Regions from separate parts of the Mus musculus genome. Here region 2 is linked to region 1. A link is a contact called in public HiChIP or PLAC-seq data. All regions are on one chromosome and are shown on one strand. Each heading gives the region's core, a stretch centred on a gene start, on an enhancer-like site or on the middle of the called end of the contact. The rest is flanking DNA. Distances are from core to core; before and after follow the strand shown.

What was found. HiChIP or PLAC-seq counts read pairs in DNA pulled down with a chosen protein or histone mark.
Region 2: an HNF4G HiChIP or PLAC-seq map of pancreatic cancer cells shows a contact between it and region 1. The contact joins the promoter of Plaur here to the promoter of Dedd2 in region 1. A contact is called at or near these places in 1 of 39 promoter capture datasets (pre-B cells) and 2 of 115 datasets of contacts at active chromatin or transcription factors (bone marrow-derived macrophages and pancreatic cancer cells).

Annotation. Positions count from the first base shown.
Region 1 is chr7:25,217,321-25,222,151 of GRCm38.p6, forward strand. It overlaps Dedd2 (death effector domain-containing DNA binding protein 2), which reads right to left and starts at 2,539. Exons shown (of 5, transcript NM_207677.3): 1 at 2,444-2,539; 2 at 1,481-1,847; 3 at 225-347. The coding sequence starts at 1,808. It overlaps Zfp526 (zinc finger protein 526), which reads left to right and starts at 4,105. Exons shown (of 3, transcript NM_175436.5): 1 at 4,105-4,184. Mir7048 (microRNA 7048) reads right to left here and starts at 405; the gene lies at 348-405.
Region 2 is chr7:24,459,807-24,464,637 of GRCm38.p6, forward strand. It overlaps Plaur (plasminogen activator, urokinase receptor), which reads left to right and starts at 2,677. Exons shown (of 7, transcript NM_011113.4): 1 at 2,677-2,761. The coding sequence starts at 2,704.

The DNA of each region.
Region 1 (4,831 bases), core at 1,289-3,788:
CATAAAATAAGCCTTAGCAATATATCCAGCCATGACTGCTGGGTCACAGGCAGCCTGATGCTATCTGAATGAGTCCCTGTGACACAACCCTGTTGCTTCAGGACACATGCTTTTCCTTCCTCCGATAGCAATAATAAACACAGGCACACCGCAAAATACAAAACCCTTCGGGCCATTTCCTTGATGGACCAGGATGTAGGACATTAGTCACAGGACAGACTCACCTGTGTCCCACTGACTCTGAGGAGAGTCCGAAGAACTGCTCGCCTGTCGCCGACGCCGGCAACTGTCCTCTGTCCTCTTGGAAGAAGAGCTGGGATTGCCATAGCTGTATCGCTCAGGGGACACTGGGGAAAGAGAATGGAAGAAGCTATCTCGGCTTCCTCACCTCTCAGCCCCGCATCCTAGGAAGAGTGCCCAGCCACGGGATGCCTGACCCAGCCGCTCAGAGGTCACACCCAAATACCCACGCTTCCTCAAGCACCTCCCGCCCAGAGGTTGTTCAAAGGCCTCCCAGGACAGAGTACTCATGGGGCGGTTCAACCCGTGTCAACAGCTCCAGCTGCCAGGGTTCCTCTTTCAGTAGCCCAGGTCCCTGTAATAGCACTTGCCCCCATCTCCAGCTCACTCTGGAGCCCCATGATATATAAGCAGGGCTCTCTGCTTCTTGAGGGTGACACTCAAGACAGTATTTTTTCTAAAAGCAGACAGCCTATTCCTAGAGGTGCCCCTCTGCTTACACAAATCCCACAGGCTTATTGTGGGACAGAAAAACTCATAATTCCCCCCTTCCCAACCTCTGCACTGTATCTCTCAAGAAAGAGCCCAACAGCACACCTACAGGCTCCTGGCACCTGACTCCTCCCCTCCTAGCTCCTCCCTTTGTACCCCAGAATCAAGGGCCTCAACCCTGGAGACAGGCCAGGCAGGTTTGAATCCTTGCTACATATACTTTGCGTGTGACACATTTTCATGCCCCCCACCCCATTTCAAACGCCACCTTCTTAGGAAAGTATTCCTTTGTTGTTACCTCTCCTCATTCTGGGGGTACTCTATCCCTCTCTACGACCATATCCAAAGCTAAGTTCCTTATTTACTATTAATTGACTTCTCCACTAATACAAGTTTCGTGGAGTTGGCATCTTGGCTGTAACTTCTCTGTAGCCTCACATGCTGCAAGGTACCCAGCGTCTCTGAACCTGTTGTTTTCCCTGGGGGCGGGGGAGGGCTGTCAGGTGACAGTGCCTATGAAACCTTTCCTATGAAAGGTTTGTCTCTTCCTGGCATAAAAAGTTCCACAAACAGTGGCCACAATCATTACTGATATGGCCGAATCCCACAAGCTCACTTCTACCTAAGCCATACCCTCTCACTGTTGAGTTTCTCGCTGTGAAATAGGGGAGACTGTATATCCTTATCAGGGAAGTACAGGGGCCCAGAGGGAGCAAGGTGTTTCTGCAACTTCCTATTCAAACCCTACCTGGCCGGCGCCGCTTGCGCGCCAGATGTGGCAGGAGGTCGTGACGGGCTAGCACGCGCAGGAGTTGGCTCAGCAGCCGCAGGTTGCTCTCGTCGCACTGCCCGCGGCGTTCCAGCTCCAGAAGCAGCTCCAGGCCGCTGCGGGCGCGGGCCAGGCCGCCGGGGGCGCCGGGGGCCTCATCCAGCAGGAAGGCCAGGAGCTCCAGTTCGCACTCGGTCAGCTGCCCGCCCACTACCTCGAACATACGGTGAAGCGACAGCATGCCGTAGTAATCCAAACACTCATCCTCCTCCCAGCTCGGGGCCGGGGTCGACCCGGACAACGCCATTCCCAGGGGAGGGGTGCGGAACAAGCTCAGAACCAGGGCCTAGAACCCACACGGCGGGGAGGAGGTCGTGGTCAGCGACACAGTGGCTCAAAGCCCACAGAGGCCAGAGCGTGGGCCCCGCAAGGTGTCTCCGGGCAGAGTCGCCCCCCACACCCTCAACGGTCTCAACCTCTCTCCCTCCCACGGACAGGAATGGTATCGCCCGAGATCCCATAGTAACAGGTCGAACGCTAGACCCCACCGGTCCACATCACTGTCGGGAGGACCAAGCCCAGATGCCCTTTTCTGAGTAGTACGTTTCGAACTTGCCACCGACTGACCTAGACGACCAGCTCGAATGAGCTACATGGCCCATTGCAGGGCACCTTGTCCACTGCCCGGTGACTTCGGATGGCAAATGTCCGGTCATAGCCCTCGGGTTCTGTCCACTAGTACCTTCCTGCTAGCTCCAACATCCCACTCAAGTGATACCTTTCAAAAGTGACCCTCGGCCCCCTGCAAGTGGGACCGACCAAGACAACCCTGAGCGCCACACAGGTGGTACTGTCTGAATCCGACCCCCCCTCCCTGAAAGGGCGATCGATCCTGCCCTCACCCGAGCACCCAAGTGGTTCCAGCTACCCTTCACCAGTCACCTTTAGGCCTCTCTTATCCTCACCAGATTCCAGCGTCCGATGACTTCTGGGCGACGGCCGCAGCCACTTGTTTTGGATCTTTCTGGCACCTTCTCTATTATTACGCCTGCGTCACCTCGCTCCTCCTCTTTCGCCCAACTCGCGCAGGTGCGACCGCCACGCCCCTACAGCGCAAGCGCAGAATCAGACCTCAAGCTCCACCCCTTCCAGGACTCCAGATCCGCCCCTAACCCAAGCGTCCGGACTCTCCCTTGCTGCGCTTGCGCAAGAGCAAAACCTCGCTGTGTCTTGCTCTTGATGGTGGTTTCAGGCTCGGTGTGTGTCCCCTGAATCCTATGACACGACCTGGTGGAATTACTCATCCCACAGACTACCTCTTCCTCCTGATCACGTCCTAGACACCCACATGACCAGTGCCAACAGCTGTCAGCGCAAAGTAAACCAGTCACGAGGGTCCCGACTCCCTGGAGCGCTCAAGGCTCATAATCAGGACTTGTAATACAGTATGCCCCATTCTGGTGGCAACCAGAAACCTACAACTCAACTCTGCTGTCTCAGATCCTACATGGAAATTCTTGCTCATACAGCTCCCCAGCCCCAATTTATAAATTCTCCAGTCGCAAGCAGCAGAATGATACCTCTTCCCAAATCTCAATAGACCTTGCCACCCCCTGTGTGCAGCACATTCCGAAGACGTCCATCAGCACCTCCTATCATAGACACCACACCCACGGTTAGAACAGCCTTTGTACAATCGCTTCTGAGCCCTCTTGAGTCTTGGAGCCACCCAGATGCCCCTCCTAACCTGCACCTATGAGAGCAATCCTGTCACAGAAGTGGAGGCTAGGGTGTCTTCATGTCCCCTACACGAGGCCTTGAGCGTGACGGTCGCTCCTCCTCCCCCACTTAGGTGACTCAAGGTCAGGGCCAGCACGTGCCTAAGACAGGTCTCTTCTAGGACTGGTTTCCACCCCCGGAATTGTCTCCCTAAGGGGCGGGAGGCTCTGGCTCAATGCTGGCTGTTTGTTTCCCTTTTCTGGGCCTTAGCTTTTCCACCTGTGAAACGGATGGCAGTGGAGTCCACGGTATGGGCTCTCTGTGTGAATATCATTGAATCAGACAAAGAATGGGAGGAAGGGGAAAGCTATTTATAAACGGTAAAGCTTCTATGATGGGTGGGCTATAGTGAGTACTACGGTGTATCAGGCCCCGAGCCGAACATTTTTATGTGTATGACAAAATTCAATGCCTTCAACAACCTTTCAGGAGATGCGATTCCAGTCCACTTTGCACGTAAGCAAAAACTGAGGCGGCGCAGGAAAAGTACAAGTGTGTCTGGCTTTTTAGTTACGCTGTCAGAAACGCTCAGTCTCTTCTGCTACGAGATAACACCTGTCAAAGTCTCGCACCGCCACGTTCATTTGTGCGACCTCGCTCTATAAGGATGCACACTTTTCTCCGCTGAATTTTCAAACAGCAGGAAAGGAGCGGCCCCGGAGAACTGCGCAGGCGCCTCTCCTGGTCCCGGACACCGCCTCCAGGGCACTGGTGTCTGCGTGGAGAAACTCGCGGAGCCCCGCCTGACTCCCAACACGCAGGCGCGAGGGCGCGTGCCCTGCGCTACCAGCTCTGATTGGCTGCCTCTCCTGAGAGCACCGCCCAATGGGAGGCGTGGATAGTGAAGGGTCCTACACTACTGGAGTGGAGGGTCTGTGTCAAGAGCGGCAGGGGCTGCTTGGAGGTAAGAGAGATGGGTGAGGGCGCCGCAGGGCGGGCGGGGAAGAGAGCGCTGGGTGTAAGGAGAGAGTGGAGGAAGAGGGAAGGGTACGCTCAGGGTCGGAGAGCCTTGGGGCCTGCGCTTGGGGCTGGAGCAGCGCGGGATGATCGACAGCTCCTTCCTGTGTGCCCTAGAGGCGTCGTTGGATCCCCTGCTTGTGCTGGCCTCAGCTTGAGCTCGCTTGCACACCCCACCCCTGCAGGGGGCTCTCACGCTGCAGAGAAGAGGAATCTGGTAGGAGGGAAAAAAGCAGTGTAGCGGGAAAGTTGAACTTTCAGGCCCCTGGTGTAGGTGCTTAGATCTCCTTTCCGTATACAGAGGTATTAGCTGAATTCCACCTACCCCCTGACACGGTGTAGGACTGGGAGGGAAAAGAATGCAGGCGGAAAAGTGTCCATTTCGGGATACCTGTGCTACTTTCTAGAAGGACAGTGTTATTAGGATTGTGTGCAAGTTAAGTGAGTTTTGGAAGGATTGAGTTGGATGAAATTCAGAGAGCACATAGGATTGGGTCCTGTGCACCATGTTTTTCTGTGTATGAGCTCATCCATACTTTGTAAAGTTTGGGCATCCGCTCCTTACCTGCTACAAGCCATGTAGCATGCTCTGAT
Region 2 (4,831 bases), core at 1,427-3,926, 760 kb before region 1:
ATGCCAGCACGCCTAATGCCCCTGTCTCAGCTTCCAGAACTCTGGTGGACAGGTATGGTGGCAACTGGATCCCAAGCTCTGTATGCTAGGCAAACACTGCCCCAACCCAGCCCCAACCAATGTTCAGTCTTCCAAGTAAAGAAACAGAGAACTGTGTTGGCTTATGGTGACACAACCAGGGAGTGGCCCATCCTGGCCACCATCAGCATGACAAACACTGACCTCAGACTCCCAGGCTGGGGCCAGCTTCCCTGTCACATAGCAAGAGCTCTGGCAGGAGGGTAGGGGGAAGGGTTGGGAGAGAGGTTGGGCCAGCTGCCATAAAGCACACCTCTCCCCAGAGGATGAGTGCATTCTGGAGCCAAACGTGAGTGACCATGGCCAGGGGACACAGATTCGTGATCCCCTAAGCACCCACGGTTACATGAACTTCTCAGAGCGACAGCATGAAGTAGGCTGAATCTCACAGCAACTTTCAAAGCTGAGGCTTAGAACAAACTGGGAAAATTCTACTATAGACCTCAGATGCTCTCTGATGATGTTCGTAGCCTTTAGATTGGTAGAAGCTGGGGATGTGTTTGCACACCCCCAAACTATCCAGCAGCTGCCCGAATGTTAGAGCCAACACCGAGAAAAGCAATACATACCTATTTTAAAAAAACATAGGTAGCCTACCATAAATTTGGCTCTGGACCTGTAACATTCCAACTCTACGCTTAGTCAATCAACTTTGTAGAATGTTTTTAAATTTATTTATTATTATATGTAAGTACACTGTAGCTGTCCTCAGACACCCCAGAAGAGGGCATCAGATTGGTATAAGCCACCATGTGGTTGCTGGGATTTGAACTCAGGACCTTTGGAAGAGCAGTCAGTGCTCTTAAATGCTGAGCCATCTCTCCAGCCCCCAGCAAAAGCTTTTCAATTGACAGATTCTAGAGTTAGGAATGAATATGTTCAAGACAACCACCTTCTTATTGAGCATATACTACGCCTGAGGCCCTAAAGCAATCACAGTTTGTTTTCCTCCTCCATATGAAACAGGATCTCTCTCACTTCTCTCAGGGCTCCTCTCAGACCTTTGCTGTCTCAACCTTCCAGATGAGCTTGCAGCACAGAGAGGCTAAGAAAGACACCTGCTAATGATCAGTAAGTCACACAGCCCTCACAGTCTGGGGCCAGCCCCCTACTCTCTCAGTTAGGACCTCTTAGAGGAAAACTTTATTTGGGCATTTTTATTTTTATTTTTCACCTTTTACCTTATCTTGACATTAAATCAAGCCAAGCTGGGTGTGTGGCTCAGTGGTGGAGCCCCTGCCTAGCCTCCCCCAGTGAGGGGTTGGGGTGTGGCTCAGTGGTAGAGCCTCTGCCTAGCCTCCCCCAGTGAGGGGCTGGAGGCGTGGCTCAGTGGTAGAGCCCCTGCCTAGAATCCCCCAATGAGGGGCTGGGGGCATGGCTCAGTGGTAGAGCCCCTGCCTAGAATCCCCCAGTGAGGGGCTGGGGGCGTGGCTCAGTGGTAGAGCCCCTGCCTAGAATCCCCCAGGGAGGGGCTGGGGGCGTGGCACAGTGGTAGAGCCTCTGCCTAGCCTCCCCCAGTGAGGGGCTGGGGGCGTGGCTCAGTGGTAGACTCCTTGTCAATCCTGCAGGAGACCTTGGGTTCCGTGTTTCCCAGCTCAGGCTTCAGTGACTCGGTACTCACAGCAGTGACATCACTACTGTACGGGTGCTACTCATTGCTCTCTGCTCTCTCTGGTTCCCACTCATCAGCCACACTGAGCCGCTCTGAGTGATTCTTTGCCCTCAGGGCTTTTGCGATGACTCTTTCCTCTCCCTCAAAGGCTTTCTGTAGGAATCCACTAGACTTCTTGCACACCTTTCCTGGCTGCCCTCCGCATCACCCTCCCAAAGCAATTAAGCCATTTACCTCTCTCCCTACAGTTTGTTCCTCTTTCAACTTGTTTTTCCCCTGGTTTCCGACTGATGGGAGAGATTAGATAACTAATGTATCCTCCCCATCGTAATGGCAGAGGGTGGCGTCCTTGTGTTTCCTGCTGTGTTCCAGTTCCTGGAACAGTGCCCAGTACCCAGGAGGTCCTTGGTCAGGAGCTGAAGGAATTTTGCCCTCTAGTTTGGCAAGTTAGTGTTCCACATGATTTCCCTACATGGAATTGTACCGCCTCGGCCAAGGATGGTAGCGTGCCCATGATCCAGACTCGGGGGAGACTGAGGCAGGAGGTTCCTGAGTTCAAGGCTGGTCTTCATAGCAAGACTCTCTCTGGAGAAACTCAAATAAAACAAACTTTGAAAACATAAACTCTGATTGGTAAGAAATAGCCAAGGCTAGAGAGGATTCTAACCCTTGCTATTTGGTTGTCTTCCTTTCTCCATCATAGTCTCTCTCTCTCTCTCTCTCTCTCTCTCTCTCCCTCATCCCTCCTTCTCCCTCCCTCTCTCCCTCCGTTCCTCCCTCCCTCTTTCCCTCCCTCCTTTTTTGAGACTGCATCTTACTATGTATGGAAGGGGCAGAGTTTCTTGAACTATGGAAGAGGAAGGGCTGGGGGGGGGGGGCGGGGGCGGGGCGGGGGGAGGCGAGGCAACCCCTGGAGCTGACTCACTCTTTAGCAAACAGTGGGAGGAGCCCTAGGGTCACAAAACTGTCTTCTTCCCCTCGGTCAGTCTAGAGCAGAGGTGAAGGAAGAACCCATGGGACTCCCAAGGCGGCTGCTGCTGCTGCTGTTGCTGGCGACTACCTGTGTCCCAGGTAAGAGCTGCGTGGTGGCACCGGGCGTGAGCTAGAGGAGGATGGCCCAGCGCTCCACCCTTCTATCCAGCTATTCTCCGGGTGTGTTCTCAGGCTCCACGTGGCACAGTCAGACTCCCGCAGGCATTCATTTAGTAAACGCTGATCCCTGGTGCACAGTGCCTGGCACACTGGAGGACGCGGAGGAACAGAGAGGTTAAGAAGCTGGTCCAAAGCCTCACAGCTAGGGGTTGAATGATAACTGGACATGTGACCTCACAGCCACTCCCCACAGTGTTTTGGTCTGTGTGGGGATCCCACTTTGGGACAAGACAGGGGCTCAGGGGTCTACATCTCAAAGGTCCACAGAGTTCAGCGGGAGCCCAGGGCCTGTCCCTCGAATACACTTGTCTTTTACTATGTTATGTCCTCAGCCTTCTTCCTCCAGGAAATGCGGGGGAAATGGTGTTGAGAAAGTAGAGGGAAATGGGGAAGGAATTGAGTCAGGGTTTGGCACGGTGAATAACTCGGAAAGCCCTCTCTAGTCCGCGGGAGACCGGAGATGATTAATGGGGTGGGAAAAGATCTCTGGCGGGGCCTGGGTGGTCTGGGAGCTAGAGGGGGGAGGGGTGGGGGTGCAAAGGGGAGGGGCTCTTGTTGAAGAAAGGATATCTGGCACAAAGGGACCGGCTCTAAATTGCAGACCGGATCTCGGGGCTCAGACAGGACAGTTCTTACTGTGAAATCCAACCCCGGGAGGAGGGGACCCTGGAGTGGGGCTGCCACCTGGGGTCAAAACTGGCTGTGTGGTTCAGGACAGTTACTTAGCCTTTCTGTTCCTGGAACTTGTCTGGGAAATGGGGGCCAGACTAAGGCTAGGCTGGTGCAAAAGTTCTGATTAGAAACTGGGCAGTCGGGGGCTGGAGAGATGGCTCAGTGGTTAAGAGCACGGACTGCTTTTCCGAAGGTCCTTAGTTCAAATCCCAGCAACCACATGGTGGGTCACAACCATCTATAATGAGATCTGACGCCCTCTTCTGGTGCATCTGAAGACAGCTACAGTGTACTTACACATAATAATAAATAAATCTTTAAAAAAAAAACGAAAAAAAAAACTGGGCAGTCTGAGGCGGGGGGCTATAACATTGGCGAGACGTGGCCTAGGTGAAGACCTGCAGGAGGGACTTCGGTCCTGGGGTGGGACAAACGTTTGGGGGCTGAGGTGGGTCTTTGAAAGTGGTTCTCAACCTTCCGAATGCTATGATCCTTTAATACAACTCCTCACAGTTTGGTGACCTCCGACCATAAAATTATTTTTGTTGCTACTTCATAACTGTAATTTTGCAACTGTTAGAAATCTTCATGTAAATATCTGATGGGCAGAATATCGGATATATGACCCCTCCTGAGGGTGAGAACAGCTGGGCTGTGTGCTGTTAAGCCCCGGCAGGGCTAGTCTACCAAGAACAGAGTAGAGTGTGATGGGAAAATAGCCTTAATTCCAAGGCAGGTGGATTTCTGACTTTAAGGCCAGCCTGGTTTACATAAATAGTGACCAGCCATAAATAGTGAAAACATTTCAGAAATATTTAATAAAATAATATAAAGGTAGGAAGAGAATTTAGGGAAGGAGCCAGAGTATGGGAACTAGCGTCTAGAAGGAAGCATTAAGCATGGTTAAGGAAGCCAGGGGCAGGGCTAGAATATTGGGCAGAACTGGAGACTCTGAGACAGGCAGGAGCTACGGGCTGGGACTAGAACCTAGGAGAGTGTCGGGGAAGGGGGAGAGAATGTTTTTGGAGGTAAGCTCAGTTGATTATCTTGGAGGGCTACTGGGCAGGGTTAGAGCTTCAGGAGGAAAGATTCATGTCTTGGAGAGAATCCTGAGGAGTAGCTAAGGAAGAGGATGGAATGGGTGGACAAGGGATAAAGATCCAATGTCCAGAGCTGACCAAGTAGAGAGGACACAGGACCTAAATGGGACCCAGGGTAGAAAGTCCTTTCAAGAACTAGAAAGAAGGTGTTGGGGATTTAGCTCAGTGGTAGAGGGTTTGCCTAGCAAGCGCAAGGCCCTGGGTTTGGTCCTCAGCT